Regions from separate parts of the Nomascus leucogenys genome. Here region 1 is linked to region 2. A link is a contact called in public Hi-C data. All regions are on one chromosome and are shown on one strand. Each heading gives the region's core, a stretch centred on a gene start, on an enhancer-like site or on the middle of the called end of the contact. The rest is flanking DNA. Distances are from core to core; before and after follow the strand shown. Region 1 has its middle 66 kb from the start of MDM4. Region 2 has its middle 23 kb from the start of NFASC.

Region 1 (3,874 bases), core at 1,269-3,768, 220 kb after region 2:
ACTTAAATATCAACCACTGGGTATTGGTTACATAAATTATGATACATTCATAGCACAGAATAATATATGTAGCACTTAAAATTATGTTTATGGAGATTATTTAGTAACACAGGGAAATGCTCATTATGTTAACTGAAAAGCCAGAATATAAAATTTTTGAAATATGCATAAGCACAGAAAAAAAGGCTGCAGGGAAATATATCAAAATATTAACTGTGGTTATCTCTAGGGACTAGGATCACAGCTACATTTTTGTTTTCGTATTTTTAAAAAATATTTTCCAATTTTTCTGCAATTAACGTATTATAATTCGGAATTTAATACTAGAAAGGAATCGTGATATCAGAATTGAGGATAGTCTAGATTATTCATTCATCAAAAAATAAATATATATATATATAAAGAGCCTACCATGTGCTAGATGGACATTGTGAATAGGCAGACAAGGCCCCTGACCTCAAGGGGTTTCCAGTTCACGAGAGGAAGCACTTCAGAGGTTCCAACTATTTGCAAATTCACTGTTATAGAAACCATCTGAAAAGGATTTGTTATTAACACTTTAATAGCTACCATTTGTTGAGAGCTTATTATGTCAGTACTAGATGCCTTACAATTTTGATCTCATTATCTCTGCATAACACCCTGAAAAAATACGGTTAAGTCTTGGTCACATGGCTGGTGGGCAGTGGCCAGGATTCAAACCAGATCCATTTACCTTCAGCACAAATTCCCAGTCTCCTCTGCTCCCTGCCTCAGTGACAGGGGCCATTTCAGGACCATGAGACATGGCAAACTGGAGCCACCAAGACAGATTTTAAAGTCTAGAAAGCCAGATAGAAAAGGGTATGCAGGCCAGGTATGGTGGCTCACAACTGTAATCCCAGCACTTTGGGAGGCCAAGGTGAGAGGATTGCCTGAGTCCAGAAGTTCGAGACCAGCCTGGGCAACATAGTGAGACTCTGTCAACAAAATAATTTTAAAAAGACAAAATTAGCCAGGCATCGTGGTGCACACCTGTGGTCCTGGCTACTCTGGAGGCTGAGGTGGGTGGATGGCTTCAACCTGGGAGGTCGAGCCTTCAGTGAGCCTTGATCACTTGATCATGCCACTTGGGCTTCAGCCTGGGCAAGACCCTGTCTCAAAAAAAAAAAAAAAAAGAGAGAGAGAGAGAAAAGAAAGAAAGAAAAGAGAAAAGTGGGAGGAATGTAGGCCACTGACCAGATATCCAGCAGGAAGCCAAGAGTGAAGTTGTTTGCAGTGTTAGGGAAGGTAGTGGGGCCAGGGCTGGGGCAGAAGGGTGGTCACTGTCACAAATGTGTTCTGAGCTGCCCATGAGAAGGAAGAAATAGAGAAAAAGCAAAAACATTTAAGAAATGGAGACAGAAAGAAGAGTGCTTTGATGTAGATTGGAATGGCTGCAGCTGCGGCCAGAAAGGAGCACATCCTCTCCCCAGAGGTGAGTCTATTAAAGAAGGTTCCACACAGTGAGAGGGGAGCACAGAGGGGAATGAGCTTGTGCTGCAAACCAAATCTCAGGGGACTCCAAGAACACACGGAAATCAGGAGATCTCATGGGTTGTTGTAAAGGGCTACTGAGATGGCCTCCTTCCAGAAGAAATCAACAGAAAGGCTCCTGCTTCTTGGTGACCCAGAAGCCCGGGATAGGCTGGGTGTGGAGGGAAAGGGAAGCCGTGGAAGTCAAACTGGAGACTATTAGGAGCTTGGATCACTGGATTAACTTTGCAAAGTGAATTAAGTAATGAAGCTGGATGCAGATGGTGGAGCAACCGCGGTAGTTTGTGAATGTGAGGGACTAGTTTCTGCACTTCCAACAGCTGGCTGAACAGGTTAAATGCTCCACTCAAAGCCCAGGTCACTCCCATTGGTGGTGACATCCTGGCCCCTTCAGTGACAGAGGCAGGGGATCACCATGGAGAAACACCAGGGAAGCTGAAGCTGATTTCCATTCACGATCTGGTTGTGTGCTTTGGTTCAGACATTTTTTTTGGTTCAGAAACTTCCAGGGGAAAATACCAGGCTAGGAGTCCAGAGGCCTGAGTGAGTTCCGGGACTCCTGCAAGTCACAGGAGTGGACGCATGCCACTTACCCGTGTCCTCAGCTGGAAAGTGAGAATGATGGTGCCACCCTCTCCTTCTCTGGCCTCCCCTGCCCGGTTTTCTCAGTGCCCTCCTCCAGACAGAGGGGGCTAGGAAAGCGCCTGCTTCGCAGGGCAGTGGTGAGGGTCCAAGGAGGCAGCGCACAGTAAACTCCCTCCGAGGGAGGCTCGCGGTCAGCGCTCAGCGTCGTTGTTGCTGCTGCTTCTGCTGTTGTTTTTAGGCTAATTGGAGATAATAGATGTGAAAGTGTTTTCAGAAATACAAAGCACTCTATGTTCCAATAAAAGGTGTGGTTTCCATTCTTCCCTCTTCCTGTTTCATTTCTCAAAACTCCCCTCTGCACACCAGGCAGCTGCTGGACTGAGCTATTGAACATGTCCCATCTCCCACGGGCTCCCCTACCTCCAGCGCCCCCATCCTCTCCCCTTCACCTGGCTGACCGCCTCCTTCCTGGCACACAAAGCCCAACCCTGCTTCCTCTCCCCTGGGAGCCTCCTCCTCTGGGTTTCACCAGCACCCGTTGACTGTTGGCTGCACATACTGCAATTTTCTGTGCTTTCTGTTTTGGTTTTGTTTTGTCTTTTTCAGTCTTTTTCCTGCACTCTCCCCACCCTGACGTAAGTTTCTTGGGCATAGACAGGGTGTCTAATTTGTCACTGCATGCCCAGAATCTAGTAAAGTCCAGGCATATTATTGTAAGCCCAGCAAATGTACGTGGATTTGAATGAATGAGGAAATGAGATCATGTGTATGAAGTCACCTTTTATGGTCTTAGAAATAACCATCATTAAGAGCTCACTCAACAATATTCATTGATCACCTACTAATCTTTGAAAGGCCTCTACCAGGTACCTAGGGCAACACATAATAGGGTCTCTGCTCTCAAGGACTTTTCAAGGGAATGAGGGAGAATCCCTAGTGGAATTTTACGACCTACAGATGACAGTAACATAAATGTAGTAACATACGTATGTGCCCTAAAAGAGGCCAGGCTGCCTGTTGCAGAAGTACAGTCAGGGACAGCTCCCCAGGGGCTTCAGGAGGCTCCTAAAGGAGGAGCTGACTTGAGCTCTGCCTTGTCCAGCCTCCCCACAGCCCTGGGCCCTTCACGTCCTCTCTTCCTTCAGATTTGGGATGACTCAAGAGAGCTTGTGTCCTGCCCCCAGCCGCTCCTGAGGGGCCAGCAGCTCCCTGGGCCTCTCGGAGGCCACTACCTGGCAAACCTGGGGAGTCCTTGATCTGAGGCCCCCACAGGGTCACACCTGCTACAACTCCATCTGGCCAAGGCCTCAAGGCAGCAGAGGCTGAGGGATTTGGAGTCTACCAAACCCTGGTTTGAGTCCTGGCTCTGCCACTTGCCGGGTATGTGAAGACATAATTACACTTTACCCAGGCCCCAAATTTCTCGTGTATAAAATGAGGCCAGGCCAGATGTGGTGGCTCATGCCTGTAATCCCAGCACCTTGGGAGGCTGAAGCAGGAGGATCACTTGAGGCCAGGAGTTCAAGACCAGCCTAGGCAACATAGCAAGACCTTGTTTATACACAAAATCAAACATTTAGCCAGGTGCGGTAGCACACGCCTGTGGTCCCAGCTACTTGGGAGGCTGAGGTGGGAGAATTGAGGAGCCCAAGATGTCGAGGTTGCAGTGAGCTGTAATGGTGCCACTGCATTCTAGCCTGGGTGACAAGAGTGAGATCCTGCCTCAAAAAAACAAACACATGACATAAATAAAATGAGGACAATAATAGCCATT
Region 2 (4,009 bases), core at 680-3,179:
ATCCCTGGGCACTTTACACAGATTGGAGCATACTACACATAGTATTTTGTAAACTGCTTTTCACATTCTACATCATCCTACCTACTGGCTGCATAGTATTACATTTTTGGATTTGGTGTACACAAGATTTAAAACTAATTCCATGTAGATATTATTTAGCTCTTTCTGTCAAAAAATATCAAATGTTGTGGTGGCCAACTTTGTATGTACAAAATTAGCACTTTATATATTCCTTTTAGTGGAATTTCTGGATCAGTGGGTTTGAACATTTAAAAAATTGAAAATAAAATTCATATACTCTCTAGGAAGATTATGGATTTATATTTTTATCAACACTCAAGCAACAAACAGTGCATCAGGTATTGTTTAGACTAGAGTATCCCCAACACCCTTTAGCCTTTATTTATTTTGAGACAGGGTCTTGCTCTGTCACCCAGGCTGGAGTGCAGTGGTATGATTACAGCTTACTGCAACCTAGACCTCCTGGGCTCAAGGGATCCTTGTGCCTCAGCCTCTTAAGTAGCTGGAACCACAGATGTGCACAACCACACCCAGCTAATTCTTTGTTTTTTATTTGTAGAGACAAGATCTCACTACGTTGTCAGGCTGGTCTCAAACTCCTGGACTCAAGGAATCTCCCTGCCTCAGCCTCCCAAAGTGCTGGGATTACAGGTGTGAGCCACCATGCCTGGCCCTCCTTAACTTTTAAAATTAAGTTCCAAAAGTCTTTAACAAAATACTGCCCTTTGGCTTTTGATCTCAAGCAAAATGCTAACGCTACTCATTTACTGAATAGGTTGCCGGAACTGCCCAGAGTCCACTTTCTCCTTTTTCCTCCCAATTATCAAGGCCGTTTGCTTCTCTTTGCTGCCGCCTTGTGCTAGAACAGGAGAAGTTCACTGTAAGAGAAACAGCAATTGACAACACCTTACTTCCAGGGCACAGAGGGGCCTGCAGTCAGATCCTGACTGTCTGCCCTATATAGATCTGGGCCACAGAGAGAGACAGAGCTCTGTGCTTCAGTGCAAAAGGAACTTGGTACAGAGCCCAGAGGAGGCCTTGAAGTGATGAGACTGGGCATCAGAGACCTGGATTCTAGATCCTAGATCTGAATCTGCCCCTAATTTGCTGTTGGGCAAATTTGTTCTTTGTCCTCTGTTTCTTCTCAGTGAACTGAGGGCTAGATTTTTGTTTTGTAAACAATACAAAACAAAATTCATGGTGACCCATTAATGAACTGTGAATTCTAGTTATTAAGTTGTGGCAAGTTGTTTTTTTTTTTTTTAGAATTGAAAGTAATGGAAGTGTCAAAATACGCTATACGCTATGCATAGTAAGGGTAAGTATTGTTTCCTGAGCCCTTTCAACGCAGGGGTGTCCTGGGCTGTTGCGTTGTAAAATGCACTGCTTACTGATAGGCTTGGTCAGTACCGTTTGAAGGCCACAGGCTCAGGGGAGCTCCAGGGTCCTCCTAGCTGGAGCTTTTAGTTGTTAGTTGGACTATTCACTATTCGTGGTGAGAAGGCCCCACCAAATGGAGGAAGGTCTGGGGCTGTGCTGCTGAGGTCTTTTCTTTCCCTCCTCTTCTTACCTGCTCTAAAGTGACAGGAAGCCCCAGGCTCTAATGCAGGTGACTGGTGAGTTTCCCACTGAGCCCCAAAGCAAAAACAACACACAACAAACTACAGTTCTTAAGTCGGAATTCTCGGGGGGTGCCCAGCAGGGGGTTGGCAGTGCAGGTGCAGGTGCCACTGACCCGGCAGAGGCACTAGGTGGCGCTACAGTGCCGGGCTCATCACTATGCCGCAGGCACTGCAGAGGGCAGTGGGAAACCACGATTCTGGGATGGACAAGGGGCAGCGGGGCTTGAGGTCCTGGGTACTCTGGCCCGGCTCTCCTTGGGTTCCAAAAGGCTGGAGTGGAAGGTGAAGATTGTTTCACCTGCTCAGGGGTCTCTGATCCTGGCGCGGAGCTGGTGAGCTCTCTAGTGGATCTAGCTCCCGGGCAGCCGCAGATGGCAGAAGCTGCCATTAGGGGGCAGCAGGACACTGGTGTTGGGAGAGCGGGGCCAGGCTTCGCCGGGAGGAACGCGGGTAAAGGGAGTCAAAGGCCTCAGGCACAGGAAGCCTCCAGAACAGAGCAGCCTCGCTTGCTCTCTCCGAGGGCTCCAAATGGAGGACAGAGTCCAACTTCCAAAACAGGGGCCCTCCCAGTGGTGTCCTGGAGCTGGCTCATACCAGACCTGATGGTTAAGTTTTCACAAAATTTGCAAGCCGTTTGTTTAAAGCCATCGTTTAAGACTTAGAATTCTTTGAGTTCCGTGTGTGTCCTGGATATTAACCGCTTGTCAGATGCGAAGTGTGTGAATGTTTTCTCCTATTCTGTAGGTCGTCACTTCACTCTGCTGATCATTTCCTTTGTTGTGCAGGAGCTTGTTAGTTTAATGGAATCCTATTTGCCTGTTTTTGCTTTTGCTGCATGTGCTTTTTTGGTCTTATTCAAAAAATCCTTGCCCAGACCAATGTCATGAAGGGGTTCCCCTATTTTCTTCCAGTAGTTTCATAGTTTTGGGCCTTACATTGGTTTTTAATCCATCTCTATTTGATTTTTGGATATGGTGAGAGATAGGGAGTCTGGTTTCATTTTTCTGCATATGAATATCCAGTTTTCTCAGCACCCTTTATTGGAGAGATTGGCCTTTGCCCAGTCTGTGTTCTTGATGCCTTTGATGAAAGTCAGTTGGCTGTAAGAGCATAGATTTATTCTTGGTCTCTCTATTTTGTTCTGTTGTTTTGTGTGTCTGTTTTTCTGCCAGTAAGTACCATGCTGTTTTGATTGCTATTGCTTTGTAGTGCATTTTACATTTGTAGTATAGTCAGATAGTGTGATGCTTCCAGCCTTATTCCCTTTTTTTTTTAAACAGGTGGGGTCTCACTCTGTTGCTCAGGTTGGAGCACAGTGGCACGATCATAAGTCACTGAAAAATTCCTGGGCTTAGGTGATCCTCCTGCCTCAGTCTCCTGAGTAGCTGGGACTACAGGCATGTGCCACCACTCCTGGCTAATTTATTTTTTATTTTTTTTTTAGAGATGGGGGTCTCAATGTTGCCTAGGCTGACCTCAAACTCCTAGCCTCAAGTGATCCTCCCTAAATGCTGAGATAACAGTCATGAGTCACCACACTTAATAAATTATAGTAAGCCCATGTGATAGAGTAACTATTAACACAGTGAAAAAGAATGAGATGACTTTCATAAAATGGTAAGGATGAAATCCAAGATACATTGTAACTTAAAAAAGCAGAGTCATTCCTAAAATTGAAACTACTTCTAAATATGTACAACTATTATGTATCCATAATAATTAAAAATAAATTTAGGATTAAATAAAAAAATTAAAAAAGCAAAAGTCAAAAAGAAAAACTAGTACTAGACAACTAATCAAATATTTTAAAATAAAATTGAACCTATACAAGTACCAAAAGAAAATCTGGGAGCATATTTTTATAATCTTGAAGTGTGCACAATCTAAGTATGGTTCAAACCCTGAAGTCATAAAAGAAAAGACTGATAAGCTCAGATCATACATTTCTACTATGGTAGCAAAAACCACCATAAAAAAGTAAAAGCGTGAATGACAGAGTGAGAAAATATTTGTAACATCATAAACAAAAGGTTACTTTAATAAATAAAAGCTCCTACCAGTCAATAAGGAAAAGATCAACAAGCTGGGTATTGTGGCACATACTTGTAGTCCAAGCTACTGGGGAGGCCAAGATGGGAGGATTGCTTGAGGCCAAGTGCTTGAGGCCACAGTGTCCTATGACTGCACTTGTGAATAGCCACTTCACTCCAGTCTGAGCAACATAGCAAGACCCCATCTCTTTAAAAAAACCAACAAGATATAGAACACTATGTGTAGTATGTGGTTATTTGCGTTAAAATATAAGCTTTCATATCCCTAGAAATATCTGGAAAGATAACCCATGAGACAGGTACCAGTTTAACATG

Evidence for each region. A called contact is a pair of places that touch in the nucleus more often than the background predicts.
Region 1: a Hi-C map of a lymphoblastoid cell line shows a contact between it and region 2, with 3 times the contacts expected there. The contact joins two enhancer-like sites. A contact is called at or near these places in 4 of 4 Hi-C or Micro-C datasets (a lymphoblastoid cell line and an unstated tissue).

What each region holds. Positions count from the first base shown.
Region 1 is chr5:56,108,068-56,111,941 of Asia_NLE_v1, forward strand. No RefSeq gene overlaps it. Among named protein-coding and RNA genes, the nearest start is that of MDM4, 66 kb to the right of the region's middle. Within about 2 kb of position 2,519, the one cell type or tissue checked has an H3K27ac peak away from gene starts, as active enhancers do. A contact at or near this core is called in a lymphoblastoid cell line, where this site is marked.
Region 2 is chr5:55,885,857-55,889,865 of Asia_NLE_v1, forward strand. No RefSeq gene overlaps it. Among named protein-coding and RNA genes, the nearest start is that of NFASC, 23 kb to the left of the region's middle. Within about 2 kb of position 1,930, the one cell type or tissue checked has an H3K27ac peak away from gene starts, as active enhancers do. A contact at or near this core is called in a lymphoblastoid cell line, where this site is marked.